2 separate regions of the Mus musculus genome follow, and region 2 is linked to region 1. Evidence: chromatin contacts called from public Micro-C data. All regions are on one chromosome and are shown on one strand. The core of a region is the stretch at or near the end of the contact, and the rest is flanking DNA. Distances in the headings are between cores, read along the strand shown. Region 1 has its middle 42 kb from the start of Gm34297. Region 2 has its middle 130 kb from the start of Gm34297.

Evidence for each region. A called contact is a pair of places that touch in the nucleus more often than the background predicts.
Region 2: a contact with region 1 is called in a Micro-C map of the HL-1 cell line, with 2.2 times the contacts expected there. The contact joins two enhancer-like sites. A contact is called at or near these places in 7 of 484 Hi-C or Micro-C datasets (the HL-1 cell line, the NIH/3T3 cell line, embryonic fibroblasts and 4 more).

What each region holds. Positions count from the first base shown.
Region 1 is chr10:98,492,657-98,498,063 of GRCm38.p6, forward strand. No RefSeq gene overlaps it. Among named protein-coding and RNA genes, the nearest start is that of Gm34297, 42 kb to the right of the region's middle. Within about 2 kb of position 3,820, at least 20 of the 459 cell types and tissues checked have an H3K27ac peak or open chromatin away from gene starts, as enhancers often do. A contact at or near this core is called in the HL-1 cell line and pancreatic cancer cells, where this site is marked.
Region 2 is chr10:98,665,928-98,670,971 of GRCm38.p6, forward strand. No RefSeq gene overlaps it. Among named protein-coding and RNA genes, the nearest start is that of Gm34297, 130 kb to the left of the region's middle. Within about 2 kb of position 1,979, at least 42 of the 459 cell types and tissues checked have an H3K27ac peak or open chromatin away from gene starts, as enhancers often do. A contact at or near this core is called in the HL-1 cell line and pancreatic cancer cells, where this site is marked.

The sequences.
Region 1 (5,407 bases), core at 2,570-5,069:
GACTGTTTCAATCTATTTTTGGTTAAACCAGTCAACTAGGTCATTTTTTTTCTGGTTCACACTAAAAGCAAGTTGATAGAAGTCAAACAGTACTCCTTTGAAAACCAAAGGTAAGTGTCCTAGTTTTCAATTGTAGAGGTTAGGGAGATGTCCCCTACTGGAGGATCTGCCATAGGGCTACTTTCATCTGAACTAGAACAAAGGTAATTCTGACCTGGAGTCATCCGTGGGTGGTTGTAAGTAGCCTTTGTGGCATAAAAGCTAAGTGGATGGATATTCCTGCATTCACGTCGAAGCTAGACCTTTTATAAGAACAGGGTGGTGTCCAGCTTCTGTCCTCAACACTTAGCATATACGACTTGACACCACGTTGATAACAAATCACGTTTTGATTCAATAGTTGAAAGAATGGACTCTTTTCAATGTGCCATTTCAAAGAACTTATCAATGAAGCTTCTTTCAATATCTGGCCTATCCTCTATCCCTGCCAGGTTTTTATTTTGTCAGACAAGACATTCAAATAGTTATATGACCGATGTACTTTAATTATAAGTACACACAGATATAACACTGGAAAGGGTAATAAACCGAATCTTACCATAGAAGAATGTGTTCCTTCTCAGCTCCTACGGTCCAAAGAGAAAACTTCTAATGCATGAAATAACTTAGAGGGCAGCAAGCAGGCCTCCTCCAGAGACATTCCCAGCCATGTAGGAGGTAACAATGCCTCTTTCCCAGCGTCATGCATGTCATTTTCAAGCATTATTGAATTTTACGGGAAAATAAAACATTATTTCCCAGTTTTGTGATCCTATAAAAAGGCATTTAGTAAGTAAGAACTTTGGAGAGGTCCTCTATACTCGAAGCTCAAATGTCGTGGCTAGAAAAGAGACTGGTTCCCCTAGCCATGACTGAACAATGTGGCTGTTCAGAGAACAGAAGATAATGTGGAGTTACGTGTTTTCTAAAACATGAACAGAGAAATATATTATCACAACCACTATTGCTGTCATTTTTATATATTAGTGACCCTGATTTGAATTACAAAAATAACTAAAAGTTGATAATCTTCCTCAATGTATATTCCCAAAATATGGCTAGCTGCTTAGTAGCATTACAAAGAATGCTAGAAAACCAGAACTCCCTAAATAAATTCTCGGGATGGGCTGCCCTATGCTCCCTGGGTTCTGTGTGTGGATTCTACAGCAACTCAAGAGCACAAAAGGTGTCCAGTATTTTAATGAAGCAAGTGGCAAGATCCAACAAGGCCATTAGCATTACACAGGGGAGACAGCAAGAGAAATGACTTCTTCCTCTAGGATACTGGAAATGTTCAACTATACTTAAGAGAAACCAATGTGACACTTTGCTTTTATTGTTTTTTAAAAAGAGACCTTCAAGTCTTCTCATTAATAGCTAAGTTTATTCGGCTGCTTTCTTCTGTCATTCTTTATACGTACTGGTATTTGTCCCTATGGTTTTTTTGTTTGTTTGTTTGTTTGTTTACTAACTTCATAATTCCACTTTTTAACTTCTATTTCTCATTTTACAACAAGACAACAACAAGAAGAAATCCCTCCTCATCTCGTCTTCTCTTCGAATATTTTTTTATTCACCCTATTTCCGTTATTCTTAATTTCCATGCTTTTCTCCTCTCTTCAATCTACATGACTGTTGGGCGCTTACGAGTTCTTGATAAATCCTCTGCTGTTCATCTCCCTCTCTTTCACAATCCTACCGGTCTGTCCTCCTTTGTAAATTATGTTTATAAAGCATGGGTGGGTGGCCTTAAAACCCTGCAGGAACAATCCGTTACTAGGATATCTGCGAAGGGGGGAAGAAGCCACAGTGAGGAGCATTCTTCCGAAGAGGGGGCAGATGACGGACTAGCATCGCTAGGTGGCAGTATTCCAGACAGGATCCCAACCACAGAGCTGGGTACTGCCTCTCCACCCCAGTTCCTGCCTGTTAATGTCCTATATAGCGATTTTGATTCAGAAATTTACTCGGTTGTCTGCAGCATCTGCATTTGAAATCTAGGGCATGTCACATCATTTCTCAAAAATAACATAACTTAACACTTTTAGGATGTATGGCTGCTGATTTGAGCTCAATTAGAGAGAAAATGGTTTTGTAGATTTGTCTCTTTTTTTTTTCTTTCCATGAAAAGAAACTACAAATTTTAATGGTCTTTATATAGAAATTTTCAGATTAATGAAATTCCAAAGACTAGCACAACATATTGTCTATGGAGTAGACTGTATTAATCAGTGTTTCTTGAAAACATGCCTTTCAAGTCTTGCAAATTTTACAAATATACATATAATATATTATATACATATATATATGGACCTGACCTGGTTTACAATATACTACCTAGGAAACTTTTAACATATTATGAAACCCTGTTCTTCCTTGGTTTCTCCACTTGTAAATGGAGGTATTCGTAACACATTTTTCTGGAAAATATTGTAGTTTAAGTGGGTTAATATGTGTAAAAAATTACAACCATATCTGGCATATGTAGCAACCAGTCTTAGGTTAGCTACTCTGTGTTCAAATGACCTTAAGCTACCTATTTATTCTTAGTATGTGTGTGTGTGTGTGTGTATATAGTGTGTGTGTGTATAGTGTGTGTGTGTGTGTGATTGTGTGTGTGTGTGTACTTGTGTTATGTACATAGGAGCTGTGTACCTTCTTTTACTTGAGTATCATCCACCCAAAGTCAGGCCTCGGGCTTGCACAAAAGACATTTTACAGAATGACCCATATCCTTCAGCCCCAAGATTGCATATTTACCTCTAGATTATGATATAATTACATGATTTCTTCCCTCCTTTTCTTCCTCCAAACCCTCCCACATACTCTCCCTTGCTTTCTTTCAAATTCGTGGTCTCAGTTTTTATTAGTCATTGTTACCGTCGTACTTATATCTATTTTTCAGCACTAGACTGGGTATCTTCAGTGTAAAGGGTTTTTTAAGGATTTAATATTTTTATTTTATGCCCATGCATCAGTGCCTCCATGTGCATATGTGCACCACATGTGTGCTTGGTGCCAGTGAGGCCAGAAAAGGACACCAGATCCCCTAGAGCTGGAGTTACTAGTTGTCGTGAGCTGAGACCCAAACCCAGGCCTTCTGCAAGAGCAATAAGTGTGCTTAACTGCTGAGCTGCCTCTCCAGTCTTCCTATGGTAAATCTTAAAGTAAGGGTCCAGATGAACCACACAGATCCTAGTAAGGGGTGAAAAGGAACACGGACTTCTATGGAATAAAAACAGATCAACTATCACAGTAGTAGTGCCGGTGGGAGAGAAAGAAGGAGACACTTCCGTATAAAGATGCCTCAGTGAAACCAGAGGCTGATCAGGCTTGAGTGTGTGACCTGACAGAAAGAATGTTCAGTAGAGTTTCTTGCAGAGAAATGGCTTCCACTTACCCTGATAAGAATGACTAAGAAGGAAATATTGGCACTATTCAAGAACTGGGTCATTTTTCCTTAATGCTCACAGGTGTCTGTGAACAACTCATTTCAATTCTCCAAGAAGCACAAGGGAAGGAATCATTTCAAGGGCCAAGAAAAAGCTATTATACTCCGGCCTACTGAAGTGTGACTCTGAAATAGTGAAACAAATCTTTAAACAAAATGTGACATGAATCTTTTCTCAAGTAATATGCCGACCTCCTTCCTATAAAACGCTACAAAATATCTCTGAATAAAGAATGCATTCGTGAGCCACATTTTCCAGGAGTAGGCATGGGTTTGGACTGAGTCATCTGTTATTCATTCCTTGGGGTCAATTGTGTGAATGTGCAAATCATCTTGACATGGGATAGACTGTCAGTCACATGGGAGGACACAATCAGGTCACACAATGAAGTCGCAGATCTTGACAGTAATAAAACCTAGGATTAAAGGTCATCTTTTGCAAAAGTTATTTCCAATAAAGCTGACCATAAGGTTTTTGTCCCTGGAATGAGATCATATAGGGCTTGTGTTTGGAGAGAATGAATTCACAGGTTCTCTTCAAACTCTACTCCTGTAAAGCTGTGGTCTTGATTTCCAAGATAAATAAAAGAAGCTTCCTATAGTAAAACCTTATATATAAGTATATATAAGTTTTATATAAGTAAAACCTTAGTGTGCTTGCCTCTTAAATGATTTTTTTCTCCCAAACCCAAACTTTCATTAGTAGAATCTCTTTGGTTAGTAGAGCTTTGGTTAGTATAAAAATCTTTGAAAGTTCTGTGTTAGACTCTGACTAGCAGAGTCTATGAAAAAGTTTTATAGGCAGATAGTTTCATTATTAAAATTGGAGCAAGAGTCAGAAGACTCAGATCACAGATGATGGCTTATTTCTCTATTTCTTTAATGATCATAATTACCAATTTTATAAGAATAATAATTTCAATTTCAAAAAAAATCATTTTCTTTTCAAAAGTCAAAACCTTTGCTGTTGTGGTCTGCAGGCTTTAATGACTGTGTCACTTTTATGACTGACTAAAAGAAACCCTCCACACATTGAAATGATTCTTTGCAGCATGGAGGCATAAGTCATGATTAGTAAGACACAAGACTCCTGAGGTGATCCCAGTCTATATGAGAGGCATCTGGTGGCACTCATGATGATGCTATTTTGTTTCCAAATGAAAATTTGCTTTCTTACATAGTTTTCATAATGGAGAAAAACTTAATTCCTTTTGTTGGAATACAGTAGTTGTTGAATTAGGGAAAGGCTGGAAGAAGTTGAGGAGGAGAGCAACCCTGTAGGAGGACCAACATTCTCAATTAACCTGGACTTCTGAGATTGCTCAGACACTTGACCACCAACCAGGCAGCATACACCAGATGATATGAGGCCCCCAACACACATACAGCAGAGGACTGTCGTGTCTAAGTTCAATCAGAGAAAGATGCACCTAACCCCCATGAGACTGGAGGCTGCAGGGAGTTTAGAGGTCTGGTGGGAGTGTGGGTGAGCACATCCTCATGGAAACAAGGGGCTGAGGAGGAGGTCTGCGATGTGAAACAGTTGGAGGGTGGATGGGGTGGAGGGAAGGAATAAAATCTGTGGTGTAAATAAATAAATGACAAAAAAGACGAATTATAGCTATTTGTACTATGGAACACCCAATGACTTGTAATTAGCATGTCATTCTGAAAACAACTGATAAGGTTTTTTTAATCTTTTTTTTTTTTTTTTTGAGTATCTACTTGGCTTAGGTTAGCTGACATTTTCTTTCTTTTTTTTTTCTTTTTTTTTCCTTAGATAATTGCTTTATTTACATTTCAAATGCTATCCCAAAAGTTCCCTATACCCCCCCTGCCCTGAACCCCTACCCACCCACTTCCACTTCTTGGCCCTGGCATTCCCCTGTACTAGGGCATATAAAGTTTGCAAGAACA
Region 2 (5,044 bases), core at 729-3,228, 170 kb after region 1:
CCCCAAGACTCATGGTCCTAGGTTCTTTAAGAAATCAGACTGAGCAAGTCAAAAGAGCAAGTCAGTAAGCAACAATCCCACACACCATGACCTCTGCATCAGCTCCTGCCTCCAGGTTCCTACTTTGTTTGAGTCCCTGTCCTGATTTCCTTCAGTGAGGAACAATGAGATGAAGTATATGACAGGAAGCAAAATAAACCCTCTCCAACACCACTTGCTTTTAATTATGGTGACTCATCACAGCACAGGAAAAATAAGACAAAGTTCAACTCTGAATCAATAACTAGTTCCAAGAAGAGTTATAAAATGATTACCTGTATTCTAGATGACGAAGGAAGCTTTAGCAAAAGGAATGGGAGTTTCTAATACAGTGAATTTGGGTGTAGCGGCACTAACATTGTAACTCTGGGAAAGAGTAGAGGTCAAAGGTAATACTGGCATGCTACTTCTATGATGGAAAATAAAGATGTACACAGTGTACACAGAGGAAACTGGTGTGAGCAGTTCATTGCCAGGTAGTTACTAAACATGAAGCTAAAGAATTTCATAATTTTTCTTGATCGATTTACTTAATGTGTCCTCCCCCAAAATAACATACATTTTTAGATTTCACAGTAACATGCAATAAGCTGAATGTTTGCATTCTGTTGCCTCCAAGTTCATATGCTAAATACCCAATATGAGAATAGTTGAAGGTAGAGCCTTAAAGGGATTATCAGTCTTGGTGACATCATGAGGATGGGGTTTCCGTGATAGAATTTGTGCCCTTAGAAGAGGACACACCAGACCTCACTCTGAGTCAACCTATGCTCACATGCTGAGGACCAAGAGATGGCACATAGGGTGGTGATTGATAGCTACAGGAGAGGAATACTCAAGAGAACCTGCCTTGTTGACACCCCGGGATGGATTTCTAACCTCCACAAAAAAAGACAAATAAGAAAATAGAAATAAGACTGCTGACAAAAGCCCCAGCATATGGTATATTTTCACAGCAGCCAAAAGAGGCTAATATTTATTTTCTTTCTTTTTTTTTAAATTCAAATTCACTCTGAAGACTCAACATGACTGACCTTGGCTATCAGTCTATCTCTGACACCACAATGTACCTTGCTCATGAGAAGGTCTTTGTCAGGAACTTCAGAGCGGGGTGGGGAGGGGGGTCTTTCTAGTGGAAAATCTCCTCTTGCTTTTTTCTTTCCTTGTCTTTCCTCTACTGTCAAAGAAAAGGACATTTCAAAATATGATTAGTCAGCTGCTTTGATTTCTCAGAAATGCTGCAAGCAAGGAGGAAAACTGTGCCCTTGGAGAACTTAAATAATGGAACCAGTGGAATGAAAATTATTCCTAATGTAGAGAGCGACTAGTCTTTTCTTATCTATAACACACATCAGTTCTACCTTACCACTGATTAGCTAGACATACATCATTAGCACAAACACACCCCCGTACACATACATACACCACACACATATACACACATACATATACCACACACACAAACATATACACACTTCATGCAAAACACATAACACAGACATCATAAACCACTTACATCACCCTGTATAAACATATACCACAGACACACATCTCACACAAATACACACGTAACACACATACACGTATATATACCACATACATACCCCAGGCATACACTACAGACAAATACACAACACACACACACACACACACACACACACACTATGTATATATATATATATATATATATATATATATATATATATATGCATACTATTCACAAAAACATACACATACATACCACACATACTACACACACACACACATACACCACACACACACAACACAAAGCCTTCTACAATGGAAATATAGTGTACCATTAATAATAAAAAAACAATAACCTATTGTTTCTGCAAATCAGATATCTATCTTCAGCATGACATTATGCTGGGTGAAAGGGTGTACAATTCTCAGCTTTCTACTGCCAGAAAAGACATGAATCATCAGGCTAGCTTGAGTCACCTGATGTGTCATGTGTATTTCCCATGGCTGAGATCCCAGTGCTATAAAAGCAAGGGGTTTAAAAACAGAAGAACAACTATCTCAATGGCTTCTCTTCTCTATTAAATACCTTTGGAAAATTGCTATTAGTGTAGGCTATGACCTTTGCCCTCATGAAGGCGTCAATGAAATCTCTATAGTTTATTTCTTTAACTTTCATTATCTTTATTGTAACAGAGCTCCAGACATTAGAAGGCCACCAGACCTTAGCAAAACTGACTCCATGACTGAAGTACCATTCAGTCTGTAAAATTCACCGCCACCCCCCACCCCCCAGCACCACCTGCCAAAACTAAAAGAAAGGCCTAATCTGTCAAAGTCTAGGAGATTTTCTAAATGTACTAGCCTTTGTTTTTTGTCTTCTGTAGTTCACTTCTGGCTAACTGTGCTTGTTACCTGAGGTGTGTCAACCCAGGACCTGGTTTTTGTGTTTAAATGCTCCTGAGAAAGGCTCAGTGCTACACTGGCATCCTAAATCCCCAGTGTAGCACCGGCTGACTGGTACTTTCTATTGGCTTAAATATATGTCTGAGCTGCCTTCTCTGGTATCTACCAGAGATATACCATAACATTTATGAATGCTTAATTGATAGAGCCATTGATTCTTGCTTTCCCTTGAAAAAATCCTCTGTTTATTTTTATTTATTTTTTAATCTACCAGTGATAAAGAAAGTTTCAGGTTTCTAGTTCAGTCTCCATCTTCTCTCTCTGTTGTAAAAGAGGCAACTTTGGATATGACATTTTCTGTACAAACCTCAACAGGTAGCTATTACTACAGAAGAAATGTAGAGCTATTGTTTTGAGAACAGGACTCCAAATTGTTGAGAGTGCTAAAACTTTCATCTCTGCCATGAACAAGGAGTGTTCTCTTCCTCCATTAGAATCATAACACTTTATAAAAAAAAAAAAAAAAAAAAAAACTGTTCCCACTCCAGGCTCAGCCTCCCTCATCCTACACACTTCAGATGTGACAACTCTTTAATGACAGAACTGAGTGACCTCACCGAAGGTAACATCGGGTTAACCAAGGTCATCAAAGGGTGTGGCTTGGTTCACAGCCTTCAATCTCAAAGACACTGCTCAAGGTGTTTCTCCCTACAAGGATTTCTCTCAAGGTTGAATGAGCTAATTTATTTATTGCACTCCCAACAATAGCACTACCTAGCTAACAATGGCTGCTCTTGTAGTCATCCTTGCTGCATGAATCAGGAGAGTATTACAAAAAGAATACTGTTCTGGAAAGCACATTATATAGAACCCAGCCCAGATGTCTCTGTATCTTAACTAGCATAATGGTAGACAACTCACTGAAACTGTCTAATCCTCAATCCTAATCTAGAAAATGAGGATCATTTCAACCTGCAAGAAGGTTTCTTCAGAAATGACAGGATCAACTGGGAAAAGGCTTTGAGATGTTTTTGTGCATGGCGAAGCAGAATGCAAAACTCTGTGATCATAATCAAATGGCATGAGTAGAATGGGGTCAAAGTCTAGACCCTTACCTGTAACTGTTGCTGGGTAACACTCCCACCACAGCCTCCCATCATGCTGCATTAGCTTCTCTCATGAAGGTTTGCTTTCTCCTGGCCAGTCTGTTTTCATTCCATTTGATCATGGCTGATTGTTAGCTGACAACATTGATAGTGCTGAACTATTTGGTAAATAGCGACTTCTAAAGGTTTTATTTATGTGAACACTGGTTTCATATTGACCTCTTAAACATGATATTCATAACATTATATGGCACATGTCAAGGCAATTTAGGGTAAATTTCAAAGCAATTTCCTGCACATTATCTTACTTAATCCTCATTACAACACTATGAGAAAGATATTAGAAACTATGGGCACAGCAGAAAGAAAAAAAAAGTTCCACCTTACCAAAAACAATCTACAGATTCAATGCATTTCCCATCGAATTCCAACACAATTCTTTACAAACCTTGAAACAGCAATTCTCAACTTCATGTGGAAAAAAAAACAGGATAACAAAAACAATTATTATCAATTTTTAAAAAAACAGAGAAAAACAATAACAACAAAGAAAAAAACAACTCTGGATGGAGGAATCACCATCCCTGACCTCAAGCTGTAGTACAAAGAAATAGTGATAAAAACTGGATGGTATTAGTACAGAACTGGACAGGTTGATCAATGGAATAGAACTGAAGACCCAGAAATAAACCCGCATACCTAGGGAGAAATGATTTTTGACCAAGACACCAAATCATACAATGGAAAAAATAAAGCACCTTCACCAAATGGTGCTGGTCTAACTGGCTGTCTGCATGTAGGAGAATGTAAATAGATCCATATCTACTATCCTGAACAAAGTTGGAGTCCAAATGGACTAAGGACATAAAACCATATACACTGAATCTAATAGAGAAAGTAGGAAATGGCCTGAACAGAACATGGATGGTTCAGGCTCGAAGATCTACAATTGATAAATGGGACCTCATGAAACTGAAAAGCTTCTGTAAGGCAAAAGACACTGTCAGTAGAACAAAGCAGCAGCCTACAGATTGGTAAAAGATCTTCACCAACCCTACATCTGACAGAGAGCTAATATCCAAAATATACAAAGAATTCAGAAAGTTAGACTCCCAAAAAACAAACAATCCAATTTAAAAATGGGGCATGGAACTAAACAGAGAGTTCTCAACAAAAGAATCTCAAATGACCAAGAAGCACTTAAAGAAATGTTCAACATCCATAGCCATCAGGGAAATGCAAATCAAAATGACCCTTAGATTCCATCTCACACCAATCAGAGTGGCTAAGATCAAAAACTCAAGTGACAGCAGATCCTGGTGAGGATGTGGAGAAGGAGGAACACTCCTCCACTGCTGGTGGGATTGCAAGCTGGTACAACTACTCTGGAAATCAATCTGGCAGTTTCTCATAAAATTGGAAATAGTTATACCTGAAGACCCAGCTATACCACTCCTAGGCATATACCCAAATGAGGACCCACGACATCACAAGGACATGTGCTCTACTAT